Linked DNA regions of Mus musculus: region 1 is linked to region 2. Evidence: chromatin contacts called from public HiChIP or PLAC-seq data. All regions are on one chromosome and are shown on one strand. Each heading gives the region's core, a stretch centred on a gene start, on an enhancer-like site or on the middle of the called end of the contact. The rest is flanking DNA. Distances are from core to core; before and after follow the strand shown. Region 1 holds the start of Zfp867 (zinc finger protein 867). Region 2 overlaps Snap47 (synaptosomal-associated protein, 47).

What was found. HiChIP or PLAC-seq counts read pairs in DNA pulled down with a chosen protein or histone mark.
Region 1: an H3K4me3 HiChIP or PLAC-seq map of bone marrow-derived macrophages shows a contact between it and region 2, with 2.1 times the contacts expected there. The contact joins the promoter of Zfp867 here to the enhancer-like site in region 2. A contact is called at or near these places in 1 of 39 promoter capture datasets (macrophages), 1 of 15 datasets of contacts at CTCF or cohesin (CD8 T cells), 6 of 484 Hi-C or Micro-C datasets (the AML12 cell line, B cells, the G1E-ER4 cell line and 3 more), 7 of 115 datasets of contacts at active chromatin or transcription factors (the HPC-7 cell line, bone marrow-derived macrophages, embryonic fibroblasts and 2 more) and 2 of 9 other capture datasets (adipose tissue and liver).

What each region holds. Positions count from the first base shown.
Region 1 is chr11:59,469,091-59,474,751 of GRCm38.p6, forward strand. Zfp867 (zinc finger protein 867) reads right to left here and starts at 3,384. Exons shown (of 4, transcript NM_178417.3): 1 at 3,251-3,384. The coding sequence starts at 3,277. It also overlaps the pseudogene Gm12263.
Region 2 is chr11:59,401,515-59,407,607 of GRCm38.p6, forward strand. It overlaps Snap47 (synaptosomal-associated protein, 47), which reads right to left. Exons shown (of 5, transcript NM_144521.3): 5 at 5,627-6,093. Among named protein-coding and RNA genes, the nearest start is that of Prss38, 29 kb to the left of the region's middle. Within about 2 kb of position 3,202, at least 4 of the 459 cell types and tissues checked have an H3K27ac peak or open chromatin away from gene starts, as enhancers often do. A contact at or near this core is called in bone marrow-derived macrophages, where this site is marked.

The DNA of each region.
Region 1 (5,661 bases), core at 2,134-4,633, 68 kb after region 2:
TTATAGGAAAGCAGGCTGAGCAAGCCATATGAAGAAAGCCAGTAAGCAGCACCCTCCATGGCCTCTGCATCAGCCCTGCCTCCAGGATGCTGTTCTGCTCGAGTCCTTGTCCTGATGTCCTTCATTGAAACACAGTGTATAAAAGGATAAGCAAAATAATCCCTTTCCATTCCAACTTGCTTTTTGGTGGTATCTCATTGCAGCAGTAGAAACCCTAACTTAGACACATGCAAACAAACTCACACAAATAAATAATAAAAATAGATCAAATGAAAATAATGCATTATAGCAAAAACTAGCTATTTGTGAACATGATTATAATTGACAAATCTATACTTAGGTTTAAAAAAAGAGAAGATAAAAGAATTACTTAGAAGATCATTTTCAATCCTATCCTCCAGACACTCAGTTCTGTTTTTTGAGACAATGTTTTATATATATTAGTCTGGTAGCACATCCTTCTAATCCCAGTACTCTCAAGGCTGAGACAGGCGATTCTGAGCTGGAGGCCCACCTGTTGGTCTACACAGCAAGTTCCAGGCCAGTTAATGCTACATAGCAAGACCCTATCTCAACAACAACAAAGCCAACTTAGTAATTTACAAGTTCATCTAACGTACTTTGTGGAAATGTATTCATTTTTACAACAACGATGGGAAACTAAAGTTTTCTCAATTGTGAGTCTAGGCCCATATGACACCCCCTGACTTGCCCCAATCAAAACATCCCAGAAATGTTACTGCTTATGCTAGGGGAAGCAAAGAGTTAAAAAGAAATCAGAGGAAGTGAAGCTCTACTTTTTGTTGTTGTTGAAAACTACTTCTTGCTAGCTTCAAGAATATCCACCTTGCTGAGAGACACAGCTTTAATCCCAGCACTCGGGAGGCAGAGGCAGGTGGATCTCTGAGTTCCAGGCCAGCCTGGTCTACCAAGTGAGCTCCAGGACAGCCAGGGTTACACAGAGAAACCCTGTCTCAAAAGAATATTTACCTTATTCAGCTCTGAGTACAATTCATACTTATTGAAAAGCTGAGATTCAAATAAATGTGCAACGATCTCAAGGTGATGACTATAAAAAAGGGGGCAAGTCCTGAAGACCAGACAGACCTGTCAGGATCAAGTGCCAAAAAAGGCTGTTCCCTCACCCTAGTGCTGCTGAAAACCTCACCAGCCACACCTCGGGAGACCCTGGACTGACTCAAACACAGTGTCAGCTTCTGCCCCACTGCGCGCTGGAGGTTTTCTTTCTAATCCCTTGAGAGAAGGTTTTCTCCCCTAACAACTGAGAGACTGGAGATGGCAGGAAGTGCTGCTCTGAGGCCCACATTCACCAGCACCTAACTAAACAATGATTCCTAGGAGTGGAGCTAAGCTTAGAGGGAGACAATGTCCCTAAGAATTAACTACGGAGCTGGAGAGACGACTCAGCGGTTAAGAGCACTGCCTGCTCTTCCAGAGGTCCTGAAGTCAATTCCCAGCAACCACATTGTGCCTCAACCCATCTATAATAAGATCTGCTGCCCTTTTCTGGCCTGCAGGCATACATGCAGGCAGAAGATGTATACACAATAAATAAATCCTTTAAAAAAAGGGGGGGGGGCTGGCGACATGGCTCAGTGGGTAAGAGCACTGACTGCTCCTCCAAAGGTCCTGAGTTCAAATCCCAGCAACCACATGGTGGCTCACAACTACCCGTAATGAGAGCTGATGCCCTCTCCTGGTGCATCTGAAGACAGCTACAGTGTACTTATGTATAATAATAAATCTTAAAAAAAAAGGAGGGGGCTGGAGAGATGGCTCAGCAGTTAAGAGCTCTAACTGCTCTTCCAGAGGTCCTGAGTTCAATTCCCAGCAACCACATGGTAGCTCACAAGCATCTGTAATGGGATCCGATGCCCTCCTCTGGTGTACTGAAGACAACAATAGGGTACTCATATACATAAGTATTTAAAAAACAAGGAAAAAAATGAACTATTGAGATGAGGACTATTCGATTGCTCCAGCTCCAGGTCCTCTAGCTGCTCCTCGAAGAGGTTTCACCCCAGATCTCAGGCTGCTGTCTAAGTGGATGATGAAAGGTCAACTTTAGGCTAGGACATATGGCAGCTATAAGAAATTTGTCAGCATCTGGCAGTTCTGAACCTGGGACCATTACTAATAGGAAATGAAAAAGATATTGTGTCAATTTCTATTTATTTAGCAACGAAAATAAACAGTAATGGTTGTCACTTTTAAAACCTTTTACAGTAGAAGTTGGCATTTGAAAATACTGGTACTGAAACTGTTGGGGGCGGGGGGCACTGCAGAGATGGCTCAGTGGTTAAGAGCATTTGTTGCTCTTGAAGAAAGCTGGATGGAGTTCAGTTTCCAGCAACCACTTTGGGGCAGCTCATAACCGCCCATACCTTTAGCTCCAGGGAATCTGACACCGTCTTCTGACTTCCTCAGACACCCACACACGTGTGTGTATCCACATACAGCCACAAATAAAGGCGGGATGACCGCCTGGCATCCCGGCCTTCACTCTGCCGCTGAGGGCACAGAGATAAGTTATGGTCCTTAACCTGCAGTCACCCAGGATTCATGGAAGGACAGCCCTTCACAGAAGCAGGAGCTATCTCCAGAGAAACACCTAGTCCCCTTCAGGTCTCAAATGAGCGGAGACAAAGATGGGCGGGGCCCACCTTACATTAGGCTGCTGTGTTTAAGCTTTTTTTTTTTTTGGTCTGGCCTTCCTCTATTTAAGCCTAAAGCTCCTGTCCAAAGATCAATTGGGGTAGGAGTGTCCTAGACCCTTCATCTGTCCCGCTTCTACGGTGCCCGCACTGACGAAATCTCTCTCGGCTTTTTCCTACTAACCAACCATCGATGTCCTGAGACTAGCGGGGGGACGGCCCTAAAGACTGGAATTTTGGGACTTCACTGTGAACACGGGGGCGTGGGACAGGCAGGCGAAGAGTAAATAGATTGAGACCCCACTTTCCAAGACTCGGGAAAGCCCAGCCATGGCTGAAGGGCGGGAACCCACAACCAAGAAGCCAGCGTCCCAAGTCCTAAGGTGGGTCGGCCATGACGCCCCAAGTCCTGAGGTGAGTCGGTCAGGCCGCCGCGAGGGCAGATGGGAAGCGAGGGGACCCAGGACACCCAGGACACCGGACAGCACCGGGATCGGGCCGCAGACACCAGCTACGGAGGCCTTCCCTGCGGCTGGTACTGGTTGGCTGTAGCCAGCGTCGGCCGGAACGCTCACCATTTCCGAATTTCTGCTGTCCCGCATCGTCGTCGTCTGCACCTCATAAGGACGCTAGCTACAGCGGAGCCACCATACACAACTGTGAGCCAGACATAGAACCTGAAGAAACGGAACCTGAACAAGAACTAAACAGTGAAAAGAACCAAACACCGCGAGAGTAAAGCATCCTGCCCCGCCCCTCCGCTCGAGCTGCGGCCTGATTGGACAATTCCACTCTGATAGACGAAGGGTTTGGACACGCCCCCAATCCTTGAGTGATTAGGGATGTAATCTAACCTTTGACAGAGAGATACTTACGGGACAAGATTTGTTTGCACTCTAGCAATGGCCCTGCCAGGACAGGACACACTTGTACTTTACCTACAGAAACATATCCATGGAACAATAACATATAGATAGATAGATAGAGAGAGAGATAGAGATAGAGATAGATAGATAGATAGATAGATAGATAGATAGATAGATAGATAGATATACACATATACATACACACACACACATATGCTATTTACAACTGGAAATTCCTAACATGACAATTATTTGAAATTTTTATTGTGAATACATTGAGACAGGGAGGGTCTCGTGTAGCTTGCCTCAAATACAGTTCAGGCCAGCCTTGAACCCCCGGATCTGCTTGCCTCCATCTTTGGAGTGCTAGAAGGACATGTGTGCTATTATGCATCACTGGGGATCCTGCTAAGGACTTCTTGTATTCTAAACAAGGACTCTGCCAACTGAGCCAGAGCCCTCATTTTTAAAAATTTAGATGTCATAATCTTCCTAGCTTGAGGACTGTAATGGCTATTGTTGGTTGTCACCTTGGCTACGTCTAGAATCAACTAAAACCCGAGAGGCTGGGAATGCTTGTGAGCGATTTTTCTTGACTGGATCATCTGAGGTTAGAGGACCTACTCTAACCCTGAAGCACACCTTCATGACAGGCTATATGATGCAATGTGGAAGAAGGAAGCTCCTGCTCCTTACCTGCTTGTCTCCCCTCCCATTGGCAAGTCTGTCTCCCCTGCCACCAAAGCATGCCTTTGCTGCTATTAGAATCTACTTCTTTAGGGTTCCAGTGTCTACTGAGGACCAACAGAGACATCCGTCCCCATGGGTTGCCCACAGCTCTCTGTTGGGGGACAGCTAGTATCGAACTAGCTGAACCACAGCCTGTAAAGCACTCTAATAAATTATATATATACTATCAGCTCTGTTCATCTAGAGAGCTCTGGCCAAAACAAGGAGCTAGCCTGAGCTTTAAAAGGGAAGGCACTCCTCTAAGATAGCAATGTTGAATAGAAGTTTTGTTTGTTTGGTTTTTTTTTTTTTTTTTTTTTTTTTTTGGTTTTTCGAGACAGGGTTTCTCTGTGTAATGTTGGCTGTCCTGGAACTCACTCTGTAGACCAGGCTGGCCTTGAACTCAGAAATCCGCCTGCCTCTGCCTCCCAAGTGCTGGGACTAAAGGCATGCGCCCCCACTGCCCAGCTTCGAATAGAAGTTAATGAAGGGCCACATCTATAATTTTTTTTTAAAGGGTGAAGCACTCCAATGCCAATTTATTTTAATCGGGCTCTGTGTTATCTATGGTTTGCCTCTTTCCCTTATAATCGCACAACCTTTGAAAATTACATAAGTTGTAATGATCTAATACTATTAATAGCCATTCAGAAAAAAAAGTCCCCTCCCGCCCAACAACCATCCAGGGGAAATTTAAAGTCCTCATTAGAGGCCAGCTCAACACGGCCTCTACCCTGGTAGAAATAAAAATAAAAAAGATGAGGAGAAAACAAATCGGCTAAGAGGTGTGTTGCCAGTGTCTTTCAGGAGTGGGGCCCTGGCTGTTGCCTGGGTGGTGAAAGGCAGAGCCTGCAGCCTGCAGGACGGCAGCCGGGCGGCCTCACAGCTACATCTTCCTCACCCCGGCACAGCCACAGCCCAGTTTAGGTGTCTTGAAAATCCTTTAGCAGGGTTCTTCTCTGCTGCTCTGCTATGTGCATCTGGTTTTCTAAGTCCCCTCTGTCGTAGCTGTCTGCACGCTCAACTTTCCATGAAAGGTTTTCGATCTCAGCTTCCAGCTGAGCCTGCTGGTATTCAAACAGCTTCTTCCTGGGACCGGATTCCATGTAGTATGCATATGGATAGGTGTACTGCAGGGTATATCGACACTTGGCTAAGAGCTTGGCGGCATTCTGTAGGTACTGCCAGTCAATCCAAGTTCCCAGGTTGTTCATAACCCTCTCCTGAATCTTCTCATGAATCCGCTGGTATGTTTGTGCCTCCAGCTGCAAGCTTTTGTTGTGATTTTCCCACCTCTCAAAATAGAACAAGTACTTCTTGAGGGCCTCCCTGGCCTGTGCTTGCTGACTCTGGTTGACAGTGTCAGGATTCTCCTTGTACCGACTACATTC
Region 2 (6,093 bases), core at 1,952-4,451:
CAGCCAGAGAAGTGGCAATCTGGGCCATTACTGCCACAGAAACTGAATTCTGCCTCCAATGTGGTGGCACTGGAGACCTCAGCTGAGCCCAGATGAGGATACAACCTGCCAGCACCTGGGTTCAAATCCCAGCCTTGGGAAACTGATAAGATTGTATATATCTTATTAAAAGGTGCATGTGGGGCAAATTCTTTTGTAATAGCTCAGAAGCAGGTGGATGTCTGTGAATTTGAGACCAGCCTGTTCTACTTCCCAATCCCGGGTCAGTCATGACTACATAGTGAGACTCTGACTCAAAAATGGGGCAGGGAGCTGGAGAGATGGCTTGGTGGCTAAGAGCACTGGAGGCTCTTTCAGAGGACCCAGGTTCAATTCTCAGTCACAACCCTCTGTAACTCCAGCCCCACAGACCCCACCATCCTTCTCTGACCTCTGGCCACCAGGCATGCATGAGGATATACAGGTGTGTGTGTGTGTGTGTGTGTGTGTGCAAACATCACACATAAAATAAAAATGAATTGTTAGGGGCTGGAGAGATAGCTCTGCAGTTAAGAGCACCGACTGCTCTTCTGAAGGTCCCGAGTTCAAATCCCAGCAACCACATGGTGGCTCACAACCATCCATAATGAGATCTGACGCCATCTTCTGGGGTGTCTGAAGACAACAGCTACAGTGTACTTACATATAAGAAATAAATCTTTCAAAAAAAATGAATTGTTAGAAATTACAAAATATTTCTATCACCCTATCACCAAAGTATTTCTATCTATGAGTCTTTTGCATCATGGCTGTCATTACTCACACTATGCACATAGACAAATGCAGATATGTTAGCTCATTTATTTTTAGTAAACTTACATTTACTGTATTCTTTCACAGAAACTTTGCCCTTTTTTGTTTGTTTTGTTTTATTTTTAAAGTTTCTGACCTCCATCTCTCTGAGAACAAGTCAGGGCTACTATTGACAAGATTTTGTCTGTCTGGAGCTATGGCTTGTATATAAGATATCTCCTGTGGCTCATGTGTCAGGAGATTGGATTCTCAGCCGGTGGCACTGTTACGAGTTTGTGGAACCTTTGGGATGTGGCAACTAACTGGAGGAAGAGAATTAGAGTCTGTTGACTATGCTGAGGAGTCAGGGACAGGGGAGACGCCATCCTGTGTGACTATGAAGGACAGTGACGACTTAGCCTAGTGTGAGGCTCCATCGTAGTAAGACCAGCGCCATCCTCACCTGGGTCCTGCAGTGGATGAGAGTCACCTAGGAAGGTGTGTGTCCTGCAGGCAGGGAGCTTCCTGCAGTGCTGAACTCTGCACGCTGAGTCAGAAGTCAAGTGGGGCATGGATGAACAGGCACCTAGGTGTTTTCTATGCGCTGTGTGCTGCTGACAATGAGGTGCAGGCTCTGGCATGCAGGTTGTCATGTTGAAGGTATCTCTTTGTGCCTGATTGTTGTGCTTGGTGTCCCCTGCTCTAACAATCCCTGTGCCTTCCCATCTTTCTACTCCAGAGTCAGCTTCTCCTTGTGTGCAGTGCAGTCTACCAGACAGTGTATCTGTGGGGTGCACTGACCAGGAAGGCAGGGTATACAGAGGGGTCATCTCTGAGTGTCTCTATCGCATGCTGGGCTTGGCAGCCTTGCTCTGCTCTGCATACTGGCTCCTCCTGAGCTGTCTCTGTCTCACAGGCCTACAGAAAGATTCTCAGGAAAATCCTAAAAGCTCAGGGGGCCTGGCAAACATCTATTTCTATCAACAGCAGACAGATGGTGGTAACACATCTGTATTCCTACCTCTGAGGAGGTGAGGCAGGACTTTGAGTGTGAGGCTAGTCTGGCCTACATAAAGAGACCCTGTTGGAGGTCTCCTCTCAAGAACAGGGTCTATTGTGCATACAAGCACAATAAAAGTATTGAACTAAGTCAGGCATGGTGGCACATGCCTTTAATCCCTACACTCAGGAGAGGAGGAAGAGGCAGGAGGACCTCTGCGAGTTAGAGGGCAGCCTGGTGTACTCAGTGTGTCGGCTAGCCAGGGCTAGCCAGAGCTACATAGTGAGACCTAAGGAAGTGGCACTCAAAAGAGGAAGGAAAAAAAAAAACCCCAAAAGAACAACAACAAAAACCAGGCAAACAAAACAAGTATTAAGATGTGCTACATTTGACAAACATGATCAGGGTCTTAGGACCCTGAGGTACCCCCTGCCCCACTCCAAGCTGTGTCCCATGAGTGCTCGACTCATCGTGCCTCCAGAGCAATTTCCAGTAACTTGTGTCCCTGCTCTACACTGGCACACACAGGACACTCTGCACACAGGACACTCTGCACACTCCCCAGAAGAACCTCTCAAGTCTGGAGCCCTGAGTGCCCAAACTGGGGCCTGCTAGCCACTCCCATGTTTGTGTCTTGACTCCACATTCCAGTGGCACAGGGAAAGGGGCTTAATGTGGGGGACTCCTAAGGCATTTACTTCCCTGTGACCAGAGAAATGCACGCAAAGCAAGCTCACCATTGAATCTGCCTATCCCAAACCCTGTTAGCGTGTCTGGAGGCCCCGGAGGGGAGAGAAGGCTGACAGGTCCTGTGGGTCAGGAGTGAGTAAAGCCGTGGCTGTTTCTATTCAGAAGGACCAAGGGGAAGAATCCTCCCGAACAGAATCAACTTTTGAGAAGGTGCCAGGGGCATAAGACATGGATGTGGAAAGGTGCCTACGACCAAGCGTCCTGGCACCTACATGCAGCTCATCAGCCTGTGGTTGGGACGCCAGGCCAGCCCCAGGCCTTCACGGAGGTCCCTTCTGGCCCTGGGTTGGGGCAGTGCCTCAACTTGCAGACCACACAAATCTCACTGACTGCTGTACAGGGATCAGTTTCTCAAAATGTTAGAACATGTCTTGAGGGGCTGTTGGGTGGTGCTCTACCCATTCACAATGTGTGGGTGTACAATGTGTGGAACCTCAGGGGAAAGCCTCGTGTGAAAGCCACATGTCCCCACACACCACCTTCTGGGCGTTACTTTTGTTTTTACTTTTTGTGTATGCATGTTTTGCCTGAACGTATCTGTCCACCCTGTGTGTGCCTGGTGCCCGTGAGAGGACATCAGATCCCTTGGACCCAGGTCCTCTGTGAGAATAGCCAGTGTCCTTAACCACTGGGCCACTGATCCAGCCTCGCGGCCTTGTCTGTAATCAACACAATTTGTCTTAGTCAGGGTTTCTATTCCTGCACAAACATCATGACCAAGAAGCAAGCTGGGGAGGAAGGAATTACTCAGCTTACACTTCCATGTTGCTGTTCATCACCAAAGGAAGTCAGGACTGGAACTCAAGCAGGGCAGAAGGCAGGAGCTGATGCACAGGCCATGGAGGGATGTTACTGGCTTGCTCAGCTTGATTTCTTGTTTTGTTTGGTTTTAAAGATTTATTTATTTATTATATGTGAATACACTGTAGCTGTCTTTAGACACCCCAGAAGAGGGTGTCAGATCTCATTATGGATGGTTGTGAGCCACCATGTGGTTGCTGGGATTTGAACTCAGGACCTTTGGAAGAACAGCAATGCTCTTAACCACTGAGCCATCTCTCCAGCCCTCAACTTGTTTTCTTTCTTTTCTTTTTTTTTTTTATTTTGCTTTTTGAGACAGGGTTTCTCTGTGTAGCCCTGGTTGTCCCTGGAACTCACTCTGTAGACCAGGCTGGCCTTGAACTCAGAAATCCGCCTGCCTCTGCCTCCCGAGTGTTGGAATTAAAGGCGTGCACCACCACTGCCCGGCTCAACTTGCTTTCTTAACACATCCATAGTGTGCTGTCAGATCAGGTGGTGAGAGTCCATACCCTCAGGAATCCATCAGTTCTGAGGTGAGAACTCTCTTCCAGCTGGTCTGAAATAATACCCATTGCTCATTCTAGTCTCTCTGCTAAATAGAATACCAGAGCATACTGCTTGTTTGACTTTAATTCTGTGCCCATTTCCCTGTCCCTGGCTCTAGTAATTACTATTCCATCCTCTGTTCCCATGAGATCAGATTTTCCAGCTTCCACATGAGTGAAGTCTTGTGGTATGAATGGATAAAAAAAAAATGTAGTAGGTGTTGTAAGTAGGGGCACAAGCCTAAAACCCCAACATTCAAGAGGCAGAGTTGGGAAGATCTCAAGTGAGAAGTCAGCTAGGGATACACAGTGATACCCAGTCTCAAAAGGCCCAGGGCTGGGGGTGCATCTCAATGGTAAATGCTTGCCTAACATGCACAAGGCCCTAAGTTGGCTCTTAGCACCAGCAGAAACAATTACCACGATATAGATAAATAGATCAGCATTCAGTGGTGAAAAAGAATGAAATCCTGTCATTTGCAACAACATGGCTAACCCAGGAGGACACAGTGCTTTATAAATCAAGCCAGGCACACAAAGACAAGTGCTGGATGTTCAAGGTCTCCCAGGAGCACTGAGTGGAGGGGGTGGGGAGCAGAGGAGGGGAAGGAGTGGAGAGAACAGGAGGAGGAAGGCTGGGGAATGGGAGTGAAGCAGAGGTAGGCAGGAGGAGTAAACCAGGTGCTCCAGAACACTGTAGTGTTAGTGACACTACAGTGCCTGGCAGTTCACTGTGCTCTTCATAAGATGGGGAGGAGAACACACAGGCTCCAACATGCAGGACTGAGAGGTGGAAGCTGTGCCTGTCTGATCCCATCACTGCACACTGCAGATATAGCCACATACCAGCCATCTGCTATCCACTCAGTAAATACACGAGGGGGCCAGGGGAGGTAGTATGGACCTAAAATCCTAGCACCTGGAGGCAGGAGGATTGCTGCAAGTCTGAGGCCAGCTTGGACTAGACTGAGAACCTGTTTCAAGAAAAACAAAAACAAACAAACAAACAAAAAAACAACCCACAAGACCCTCTCCCCAAATAATCAAGCCCATGCAGGAGTCCCCAGTAGCCCGTGGCAAAGGGGCTGGTGGAAGCAGCTCTGAGCAGTAAGCTGAGAATGCTCACTGAAAACACAGGATCAAGCAAAGGGCAACAGCAGGACAGTGTGGGCCACTTCTAAAGCAGGCACCTTGTCACATTCTGAATAGCCTGGGTCAGGAAACTGGGAGAGTGGCACCATGCTCCTGCTTCAGGTCAGAGTGGAGAGGTCCACAGTGAGCATCTGAGCTGGACTGGGCTGCACCCATGACTGCAGTCAGTCACCAAGCATGTGGAGAGAAAAGGCTGCTGCCAGGGCAAGGCCAGAAGGATGCTGGTCTTGGCCAACAACTTACTAGATTAAGAGATGTCTGGGAGTGTTGAGACATCCCTGTGTGTTTGTGGGGGTGCTTCCAGAGGGACAGTGGTTAGGGAAAGAGCTGCCCTGACTGTGGACCCAAATGGGAGGCGGAAGGAGGCAGTGCATGCTGAGTGTGCAGGCCTCTCTCTGACTGAGAATGCATGGCTGCCACCATCCTCTGCTAACACCAGCCTCCACTAGCTTTGATCTTTTAATGCAGAACCAATACCAGTGATTCCAGGAGCTTCCACGCCTTCAGCACTGGGGCTGCTGAGGGCTCCAGACTCTTGGACTGGGCAGCTATAATGGTCTCTGTTTCTCCAGTGTGCACATGGCTGTTATAGACCCGGCTCCTCTGATGTAAGTCATCGAATAAACATTCTTTTATTACGCACACACAGAGGCTACTGGTTACAGAACTCTAACTGATGATCAGGAAAAGGTGGCAGGGGCTACAGCAGCATTTGAAGGGGGAATTGATGTTTCTGGCAAGTGGATGGCAGAGCCAGACCAGAATGACTGACATTTTTCTCTACTGTTTGGCAAAAATGGTGAAAAGATGACAATATGATGTGACAACATGATGCCACAATGGCAGCTCAACGCCGGGGTCTCAGTGTGGACAGGAAGGATGGCTACGCTACGGTGGCGATTCTTGCCTGAACAGGACATGGCCCTCATGCTTAGGGCCCCGGGAAACATACATGCTCATGCATATTGTGGCCTCTCCTGGCCCATCCTAGGAAGGTGTAGTTCCCAGGTAGGGCCTCATAGTTTCACAGTACCCAGAATGGCTTCCCGGGTCTCAGGGGAAAGGAAAAGGGCT